Regions from separate parts of the Triticum aestivum genome. Here region 1 is linked to region 2. A link is a contact called in public Hi-C data. All regions are on one chromosome and are shown on one strand. The core of a region is the stretch at or near the end of the contact, and the rest is flanking DNA. Distances in the headings are between cores, read along the strand shown. Region 1 holds the start of LOC123113420 (upstream activation factor subunit spp27). Region 2 holds the start of LOC123113417 (mitogen-activated protein kinase kinase kinase 5).

What was found. A called contact is a pair of places that touch in the nucleus more often than the background predicts.
Region 1: a Hi-C map of leaf shows a contact between it and region 2, with 3 times the contacts expected there. The contact joins the promoter of LOC123113420 here to the promoter of LOC123113417 in region 2. A contact is called at or near these places in 2 of 5 Hi-C or Micro-C datasets (both in leaf).

The regions. Positions count from the first base shown.
Region 1 is chr5B:585,816,090-585,821,551 of IWGSC CS RefSeq v2.1, forward strand. LOC123113420 (upstream activation factor subunit spp27) reads left to right here and starts at 3,881. Exons shown (of 7, transcript XM_044534646.1): 1 at 3,881-4,417; 2 at 4,508-4,558. The coding sequence starts at 4,035.
Region 2 is chr5B:585,596,047-585,600,980 of IWGSC CS RefSeq v2.1, forward strand. It overlaps LOC123113417 (mitogen-activated protein kinase kinase kinase 5), which reads right to left and starts at 1,520. Exons shown (of 11, transcript XM_044534645.1): 1 at 911-1,520; 2 at 1-45. The coding sequence starts at 1,440. It also overlaps the pseudogene LOC123115061.

The sequences.
Region 1 (5,462 bases), core at 2,631-5,130, 220 kb after region 2:
CGATCTCGGCAGGGCTTCACCAAGCTTCTACGAGAGGGAGAGGTGTAGCAGGGGGAGAGGGAAGCGCCAAGAGCATGGGTGCGGCTGCCCTCCCTCCCCCCTCTTTATATAGGCCCCCTAGGGGGGGCGCTGGCCCTAGGAGATGCAATCTCCAAGGGGGGGCGGCGGCCAGGGGGGAAACTTGCCCCCCAAGCCAGGTGGAGGCGCCCCCACCCCTAGGGTTTCCAACCCTAGGCGCAGGGGGGGGCAAGGGGGGCGCACCAGCCCACCAGGGGTTGGTTCCTCTCCGACTTCAGCCCATGGGGCCCTCCGGGATAGGTGGCCCCACCCGGTGGACCCCCGGGACCCTTCGGGTAGTCCCGGTACAATACCGGTGACCCCCGAAACTTTCCCGATGGCCGAAACCTGACTTCCTATATATAATTCTTTACCTCTGGACCATTCCGGAACTCCTCGTGACATCCGAGATCTCATCCCGGACTCCGAACAACTTTCGGGTTACTGCATACTAATATCTCTACAACCCTAGCGTCACCGAACCTTAAGTGTGTAGACCCTACGGGTTCGGGAGACATGCAGACATGACCGAGACGCCTCTCCGGTCAATAACCAACAGCGGGATCTGGATACCCACATTGGCTCCCACATGCTCCTCGATGATCTCATCGGATGAACCACGATGTCGAGGATTCAATCAATCCTGTATACAATTCCCTTTGTCAATCGGTACGTTACTTACCCAAGATTCGATCGTCGGTATCCCAATACCTCGTTTAATCTCGTTACCGGCAAGTCACTTTACTCGTACCGTAATGCATGATCCCGTGACCAGACACTTGGTCACATTGAGCTCATTATGATGATGCATTACCGAGTGGGCCCAGAGATACCTCTCCGTCATACGGAGTGACAAATCCCAGTCTCGATTCGTGCCAACCCAACAGACACTTTCGGAGATACCCGTAGTGCACCTTTATAGTCACCCAGTTACGTTGTAACGTTTGGCACACCCAAAGCACTCCTACGGTATTCGGGAGTTGCACAATCTCATGGTCTAAGGAAATGATACTTGACATTTGGAAAAGCTCTAGCAAAACGAACTACATGATCTTTGTGCTACGCTTAGGATTGGGTCTTGTCCATCACATCATTCTCCTAATGATGTGATCCCGTTATCAATGACATCCAATGTCCATAGTCAGGAAACCATGGCTATCTGTTGATCAACGAGCTAGTCAACTAGAGGCTCACTAGGGACATGTTGTGGTCTATGTATTCACACGTGTATTACGATTTCCGGATAACACAATTATAGCATGAATAACAGACAATTATCATGAACAAAGAAATATAATAATAACCATTTTATTATTGCCTCTAGGGCATATTTCCAACAGATTTGGATCCATATGTTTCATGTTATGGTTAGATTAATCTTAATTTTTCTTTCGTATTACAGATGCTTGCGAGAGGGGGTAATCATAAGTGGGGCTTGTTCAAGTAAGAACAACACCCAAGCACCGGTCCACCCACATATCAAATTATCAAAGTAACGAACGTGAATCAAATAAACATGCTAAAAGTGACTAGATGATAATTCCCATGTGTCCTTGAGAACGCTTTGCTTATTATAAGAGAACGTTTCGACTTTTCCTTTACTATAAAAAGGATTGGGCCACCTTGCTGCACCTTTGTTACTATTGCTACTTGTTACTTGTTATGAATTACCTTGCTATCAAACTATCTGTTACCGCTACTTTCAGTGCTTGCAGAAAATACCTTGCTGAAAACAACTTCTCATTTCCTTCTGCTCCTCGTTGGGTTCGACACTCTTACTTATCGAAAGGACTACGATTGATACCCTATACCTGTGAGTCATCAGCGACGACTACAAGCACTGAAGTTAGTCGAAGGCGCGCCGTCGTCATCACCTCTCCCTCGCCGGATCCGGGCAAAATTACTTGTAGTAGACAGTTGGAAGTCATCATGCTAAGGCCCCATAGGACCAGCGCAACAGAACAGCAATCGCTACCGATAAAGAGTACCATAGATCGAAAGGACCCAATCTGAAGACACACGAATGAAGGCGAACGATGACCATATCCGAGCAGATCCACCAAAGATAGATCCATCGGAGACACACGTCCACACACCTACCGACGATGCTAGATGCACCGCCAGAATGGGGGCTGGGCGGGGAGAACCTTATTCCATCTTTAGGGAACCGCCAATGTCTCGCCTTCCTGACAAACCTCAAAGAAATATGTAAAACCGGAGCCCTCCCACCGGCAAGGGATGGGATCCACCACGCCCCCATGGCCCGAAGGCTACCGGAGATGGGGCGGACCGGCAGCAGCGCCGGCGGGAGGCAGAGGAACTCTAAGCTTTGTAGGGGAGAGGAGCCAGAGCCGGCGGGCGGCTACGTTTCCTTTCTTATGTTGATCAACCATCGCCCAACTCATGATCTCACCATGACTTTGTCTTGAAAGCCACATGTTGAATTTTTATACCAATTCATTCTCTCAAGATCTTGATACTTCGATGTCAATTTCTTTTTGTTTCATCTTGATCATAATATATCCACCTCTTGGACTTAGTGATCTGGATGCATATTTTCATTTTGATGAGGTTTTTCCCAAATCCATCCAATATACTTTATCCATCATCAAATCTCAGTGCATATCTTTATCTCGATGGCATTCATCCTTGAACCCATCCAACGGTCTCCATGCACTGCCCATGGAACAATCCTCCATATGCATCTCAATGAAATAGTTTTTTTTATCAAGATTGTCATTAATTATGAAAATCACATATGGGGACTACATGCGCTTTCATCTAGCCACTCAAGGTCAGCCAATCCACGTCACATCCCAATATCTGATGCATATTTACCGGGATGTCAAATTCCAGTCCTTCCTACGAGCACATGCCATGGAGGCGAAGACAATTATACACTTTATGGTAATATTAAATCATTAGCTCGTTGTCATTGCTAATAACCGACCACCAAACATGATACACCAACATGTTAGTTTTCAAACCACATCTCAATGCAGTAGCCCGACAAAGCAATGATGAAACTTGAATAAAATTTGCATATGGCAAGGCACCAGATACAGTTCTCGTAAATCCAATGAATTTAAGATATTTAATACACAAGAGGACTTCTTATTAATTTAGAATTTTTAGTGAAGGTCTTAACCAATCCTCCTCCTTCGATACGCTTCAACACACAAGAGATGTGTGCAGAAAAGTGAGACGATAAGATGTAACGCATGCGTGCACGATCAATGCGCACTAAAGTTACGATAAACATTATGTATACGCCTGTTTTTGGCTCCATATTATGACTTTCAGTACTCGAGTCGATCCATCTAAAATCACGCCACCATTTGACCCGCTCCACACGCAAAAACAAAACGCCACGTCAAATAGATAATTCGAGATAGCACCATCTACCAATCTTTCTGTATCCGTTGCACCGACCGATATTTTTATTAATTATGTTTGACCGGTTATCTTAGCGACGAAGGATATCTGCACCCCCCCCCCCCCCCCCCCCCCTCAAAAAAAATCGGCAAGAGAGTGAAATAGCCTTATTTGTCTTCAATTACTTGCATTTTTTACTTCTGCTTTCTAGTTTCAGTTCTCCTCTACCTATTTGGAGAATCTTGATTATAAGCGTGCAAGAACATGGTCTGTAAAAGGCAAAATGTAAATCCAGCAGTCAATCCCTCTCTACCCCAGCAGTCAATCCTGACGTCCACTCAAGCACTAACGGTCGTGACACCATCACATCATCACAACGGCAAAAGGGGTAAAGGGGGAAAAAACGTGACGCGGTGTATCTGGGCCAGACGCCCCCCGGGGGGAAAGGAAAACCCACATTTTCAGCCCAAACAAAAACTGAAACCACGCGAGGCAGCGAGCCCTTCCATCCCACCCCCCCACCGGTGCCTGCGCACGGCCACGCTCCCCCAGAGGCAGAGGCAGAGGCAGAGGCGAGAGAACCCACCCGAGGCCAGGCGGCGATGGTGTCGGACTCGGAGCTGGTGGAGCGGCTGCGGGAGGTGCTGCGGGAGTCGGACCTCACCACCACCACCACCGGCGCCCTGCGCCGCCGCCTCGAGGAGGACTTCGGCGTCGACCTCTCCGACAAGAAGACCTTCGTCCGGGAGCAGGTCGACCTCCTGCTCTCCGAGTTCGCCGACAAGGCCGAGCCCGAGGATGCGCCCGCGGAGGAGGAGGATCCGGAGGAGGTGACGCCGGAGGCCGGGGAAGGAGGGGAGGAGAAGGGCGAGGGGGAGGAGGAGGGGGCCGAGCAGCAGGAGGGGGAGGAGGAAGAAGAGGAGGAAGAGGAGGAGGAGGAGGAGGAAGACGAGGAGAGTGGCGGCGGCCGGAAGAAGAAGCGGCGGTGAGGCGCTTTTGCTCTCTGTCCATCTTTGCCGCATTTGCTGCTCCGTTTTAGGGTTCATTGAGTGCTTCGTTTTCATCGATCTGTTAGGATATGCGTCGGCACTGTGCATTCGCGTGTGATATCTTTGCCCGAACAGTGGTAAGGATTCAGGCGTTTCTCTCAGCGTTCGTGGAGGGTTCTGGGATTGCATATTCCTTGCCGTGTTTAGGCTGTTACTGCTACTGTAAAGCTGTTATTATCTCGCCAGGGGATAACCACGTCTGGTTTATCCCTGCCATTGAAATCTTGGACCAAATAGTCGGCAAAGGTTTTACTTGCGTTTGCTATTGCTTTTCAATTTACCTTCACATGATATGTTTATTCTTCCTTTTAACTTATCTTGCCCAAGTATCTGTTGATGGTACCATGCCGAGTTTGTTCTGTTTCCTGATTGACTTGGTGTTTTCTCCTCTTCTTGCTATGGTGGATGTTTACTGGGTTCTTTTTGTGTTTGTCACTGTTATTACAATTAGTGCTTCAGCGGCTTAATTCCTCTAATTAATGTGCAAATTGAACACTTTGTGGCTGCATTTGTTGTATATTAGCCGTTTGCAGTTGCATGATGTAGCCGTGCTTATATTTCCTATCGGCTGATGTGTCCGTGAGTCTTGTAGGGTCATTAGCTGCAACATTTGGTGATTGAAATGCAATTGCATTTTCCACCTTTCATGCATTTTGATGTTTCATGCACTAGACATTGTAATGCTTACGGATGCACTAGACATCCTAAATTTTTTAACTGCTTGGATAATATCTCCACAATCAGTAGAGATGCTGCAGTTACTTTACACCTCAGCATTGTGCTGAACGACCAACTCAGGGACATTCGAACGGGTTGGTGATTTTGTGGCTGCATTTTGTGCTGTGCATGTGGGTGGGTGTTGGTGCATATACCACCAGTGTAGAGTGTACCATCAAAAACATGTGGAAAGCAATATCCATGTATACTCAATAGTATACCTCTTACTGCAAAGCAATTACCTGACAATTGGTGTTTCTGCTA
Region 2 (4,934 bases), core at 270-2,769:
AAGTCATTGTGCTCATGAATCTTTTGAACACTTTGGGGCATAAATCTATCACCAGAGACATTAACATCAGAAACATGGTCAGATATGGTCGAGTTAATCTGATCAGTGTGGCATGACAACAGATTTGTTTTTTAATAATCATGTTCATGTTGAATCTTCTTTACTAGCAGCTTCATGGAAGTTAATCAAAGCAAATTACACTTCACTGACTTCAGTACTGAAACAATCTCAGTCACTCATCAGTAAAATCACAATCTGAGCCAGCTTTTCCTTTCATGTCAAGATCTAATAAATTGGCAAGTAGCTTAACCAAGCATCATCAAGTATAAATGTTATGGGGTATCATAGCACCAAACAGCAAATTGTCTCAACTCGTTCTGGGGGTCCAAAACCACAATAACTCTTCGTGACATATCATCCAAATTTCGCTAAGGTGCTATGATCTCCTAGTCATAAGCTAATAAGTTCACAGAAAGCACAAAACCCTCTTGGTAGAATGCAACTATGCAGCAATGTATGTCTGAAGCCCTAATCCATTTCAGATCGTCAACATGGTTAGACTATATCAAAGGCCATCTTCCCTGGTCTCTCAATCCCTGGTCATCTTATTGTTCACCTAAACTGTTCTCACCAACCTCACAACATTCTGCCCTACAAAGTGGTCAAAATGCTACTAGTGTGGCAGTTTTAGTATATAGTGTCATGTGTCATGCCTTCTTATATGCCCATATTGTTGGTAACCCCAACCTCATTCAGAAATCACTGCTAGTGGCATCGTTGCTAACACCCTAATCGATTCATCGGTACTAAAACAGAACTAACAAGGTTACGCCGTTTATACAAACTTGAACAGCAAAGGAAGGAAGCTTGAAGCATCTACTAGTACAAAACACAAAAAATGCATCCCCACCTTGGAAACGTGGACGGCCTCTCGCCTCCAGTCTCTGCAGCCACTAGGAACTCGGCCGATCCGTTGCAATCCCCGTCGAACATCCTCGGGGAGGGGAGCGGCCTCCCAGGCCCTCGGCACGGCGAGTCGTCCTGGTGGGGCAGCGGCAGGGGGTGAGGCAGCAGCATGGGCGTGGAGGACGACCTGGCCGGCGCCGCCTCCATCATGTTACTCGGCGACCTCGAGATCGGCGTGGAGCTGGCGGTGGCGAGGCCGGACCAGACCGCGTCCCTCCTGGCGGGGTAGGAGGAGGAGGAGGGCGGGGCGGCGTGCGAGTCGTCGAGGCGGAGCGCGGAGACCCCGACCTCGATGTCGTCGACATGGCGCAGGCGGTGCTGCCTGGTGAGGCGGGGCTGGTGGTCGGGCCCGGCGCCGAGGTCGCCGGCGCCGCCGTGGCGGGGGATGCGGGAGGTGGAGGCGCGGGCGGGGGACGCGGGCGTGGAGGCGGAGGAGGAGGAGGGGCGGTGGGCGGAGCGCTTCCACCAGGGCATCGGGAAGGGGGGAGGGGCTTATGGGGGGGCCGCGGACGAAACCCTAGTTAGGGGCCACAGTGGTAATGGCGGGGTGGGGTGGGGGAAGGAGGGGGGCAGGGGATCGGTGGCTGGAGACGACGACCCCCGCCATTTGGGCTTTGTTTTCTCCTTTCTCGCGAGGGGGGGAGGGACCGGGCGGGGAGTTGGTTTGCTCTCCCTCTCTCTGCTGGTATTCTTTTTTCCTCCACTCAGGTTTGGTCCGGGGCCACGCGGCTTGGGGAAGAAGTCCAGCGAGTCAATGTCTCCGGTTACACGTCGCACACTGCACACAGCCTGCCTTCCTTGCTCCTTCCCCGTTTCTTCCGTCTCTCTACTCGCTTCCGTTTGGCCTGACGGTCTTTTCTTAGAGTAAAATCGCACACATCTTTTTCTTCTCATGGTGATGATGTGAAGGACGCAAGCGTTTCATCACCTTGTTGACACGGCCAAATCGAGAAGATTGTCAATCTAACGGAGAAGTCTTCGGACGCTGATTGGATGACTTTGAGTGTTGACTTAGTCCTCTCATGGATGCACGATAGTACTACTACAATACTATATGCCCCATTTTCATACCACGTGGCGCAGGCACCGTTGGCGTTGATAAGCGAATTGCATGAGGTAAATAAATATATCGATTCCATATGTAAGGGTAGTGGTACCACCTCAGTTTTTGTTGGGATATCCTTCTTATGTGTGGTGGCTGCGTGGTGTGCAAGATCTGATGGTCGCGTGCGTCGTCGGTTTCGGGTCTTCGATGTCGGCGGCCAGCGCAGGATGGTGACGTCCGTCGTTGGCTTTAGGTCGGATCCTCCTGGATCTGGTGCCTGGATGTTGGCAACCCGGTTTGGGTGCTCCAGCGGCATGGCTGGGTTGTTGCTCTGCTCCGGTTGTTCTTCTCGATCTTCCTTAACAATTGACTTGGAGGGTTGAGCCCACATGGCACTTTCTTCTCAGTAGGTTTCGGTTGACGGCTCGCTGTCGGGTCCGGAGCAGACGGAGGTTGGTGGTATAGTAGGGGATCGGAGGAAACTTTGATCGGATGGTTCGGCCCGGCAGCGGCGGCGTCTCTCGATAGTGTTATCCTCCTTGGTGGCGAAGTCGAGGTGCTTCCTATCCACCCCCGACCCTCTCCCGGACGAAATTCCAAAATCCATCTGGGATTGGGCGGCAGTGGCACCTTGTGCGTCGTACCCTCCATGGAGTCGCCGTTTTGGGAGGCTTGGGTGTTCGGAGGAGGGTTACTGTAGAAGGTGAGCTCCGCGTGGCAAGGGCTCCAGCGGCAGCGACTGTGTGGAGATTGGCAAGTGGAGCGACGTCGCATCTACCGCATCGACGACAGCGGATCTTGGTAGCATGGTGCGGCTGAGTCTCGGCGACAGATGCTGAAAGGATCGATATGGTTGACTAGAGGGGGTGAATAGGCAACTAACAATTTTTAGACTTTTCTTTAACAATTTAAACCTTGCAATTAAATAGGTTGTCTAGATGTGCAACTACGTGGACAACCTATATGATGCAAAGACAATAAGCACACAAGCAAGCAATGGATATAACTCAAGTAAGCTTGCAAAAGTAAAGGGACAAGATAACCAAGAGTGGAGCCGGTGGAGACGAGGATGTGTTACCGAAGTTCCTTCCTTTTAAGGGGAAGTACGTCTCCTTAGAGCGGTGTGGAGGCACAATGCTCCCCAAGAAGCCACTAGGGCCACCGTAATCTCCTCACGCCCTCACACGATGCGAGATGTCGTGATTCCACTATTGGAGCCCTTGAAGGCGGCAACCGGACCTTTACAAACAAGATTGGGGCTATCTCCACAACACTTGGAGGCTCCCAACAACACCACGAAGCTTCACCACAATGGAGTATGGCTTCGAGGTGACCTCAACCGTCTAGGGTGCTCAACACCCAAGAGTAACAAGATCCGCTAGGGATAAGTGGGGGGAATCAAATTTCTCTTGGTGGAAGTGTAGATCTGGGCCTTCTCAACCAATCCCGAGCAAATCAACAAGTTTGATTGGCTAGGGAGAGAGATCGGGCGAAAATGGAGCTTGGAGCAACAATGGAGCTTTGGGGAAAGAGGTAAGTCAACTTTGGGGAAGAGGACCCCTTTATATAGTGGGGGAAACAATCCAACTGTTATCCCACTCACCAGCCCCGCACAGAGCGGTACTACCGCTAGGGAAGGGCGGTACTACCGCTCCGGGCGTACTACCGCTCAACCCAGCGGTACTGCCGCGCTGCCAGGGCCCTGACCCCAGGGCGGTACTACCGCTAGGGAAGGCTGGTACTACCACTTAGGGCGGTACTACCGCTCCTACTACCGCCCTTAGTGCCGCAAAACCCGACACAAAAAACTTCGTTCGAGAATCGAGGCGGAAGTAGCCCAGACGCACAGCGGTACTACGGCCGAAAACCCCAAGCGGTACTACCGTTCGGAGAGCGGTACTACCGCTTGGAGCGGTACTACCGCTCTGAGAGCGGTACTACCGCTGGGGAGCTTCGGCGGTACTACCGCTGTGGGTCGCGGTACTACCGCTGGGGCAGAGCAAAGCATAGCAAGGGGAAAACGGCAGCTCCAGAGATGCGGAAGGAAAGACGACGGGTGTGATAAGGATGTGTACGTGTGATTCCACCCAAGTCTTACCAAAGCGGATCCCCTCTTGATAGTACGGTGACTCCTACGAAACTAGTCCACCAACAACGAAACGAAGGAGCTACACCGTCTTGAATACAACACCGAGGGGAGGAAATCGTCTCGTGCCAATGGATGAATCTCTGAAAGAACTAAACGCACACGATTAGTCCGCACAAGCATTGTCATCAATCACCAAAACATCTTGGGGATAAATATGCCCTTACAATCTCCCCCTTTTTGGTGGATTGATGACAATACGGGATTTGCACAATATGATAGATATAGGATAAGCGCAAAAACACAACCGTCCTAAAATGTAGAAGGGCTCCCCCTGGATGTGTGCTACCTAGATAAGTGCTTTGGACTGCATGGCACAGATGCCAGGATCAATGCTCCCCCTACATTTTAGAGACCAACTACCTAAGCAAGATATATGAGAGCAACATATAGATAACAGGATAAGCATGCAACTCATAAGCTAGATAGACATAGATAATGATACTGGAAAGGTAAGGTAGCATATGTCTCACACCATATGACTCGAGCTTAGGTCTCACTGACAGAACCAGAACTTAGGTCTCACTGACACAAACTAAATAAAGCAACAAGCGAAAACACAAACACAGAAGATGGAAGACACAAAGCACAAATCCCTAAACTCTCTCCCCCTTTGGCATCGAGACACCAAAAAGGAGAGGGAGTGCTGCTACGGCTCCAGGTGAAGGCAAACGAGGGACACCCATCAGATCTCAGAGGGATCATCTGCGCCACCATCGTCAGCCGGGAAGTGCTCAGCATCAGAATCAGTCCAAGGGCAGTGCTGCTGAATCCACT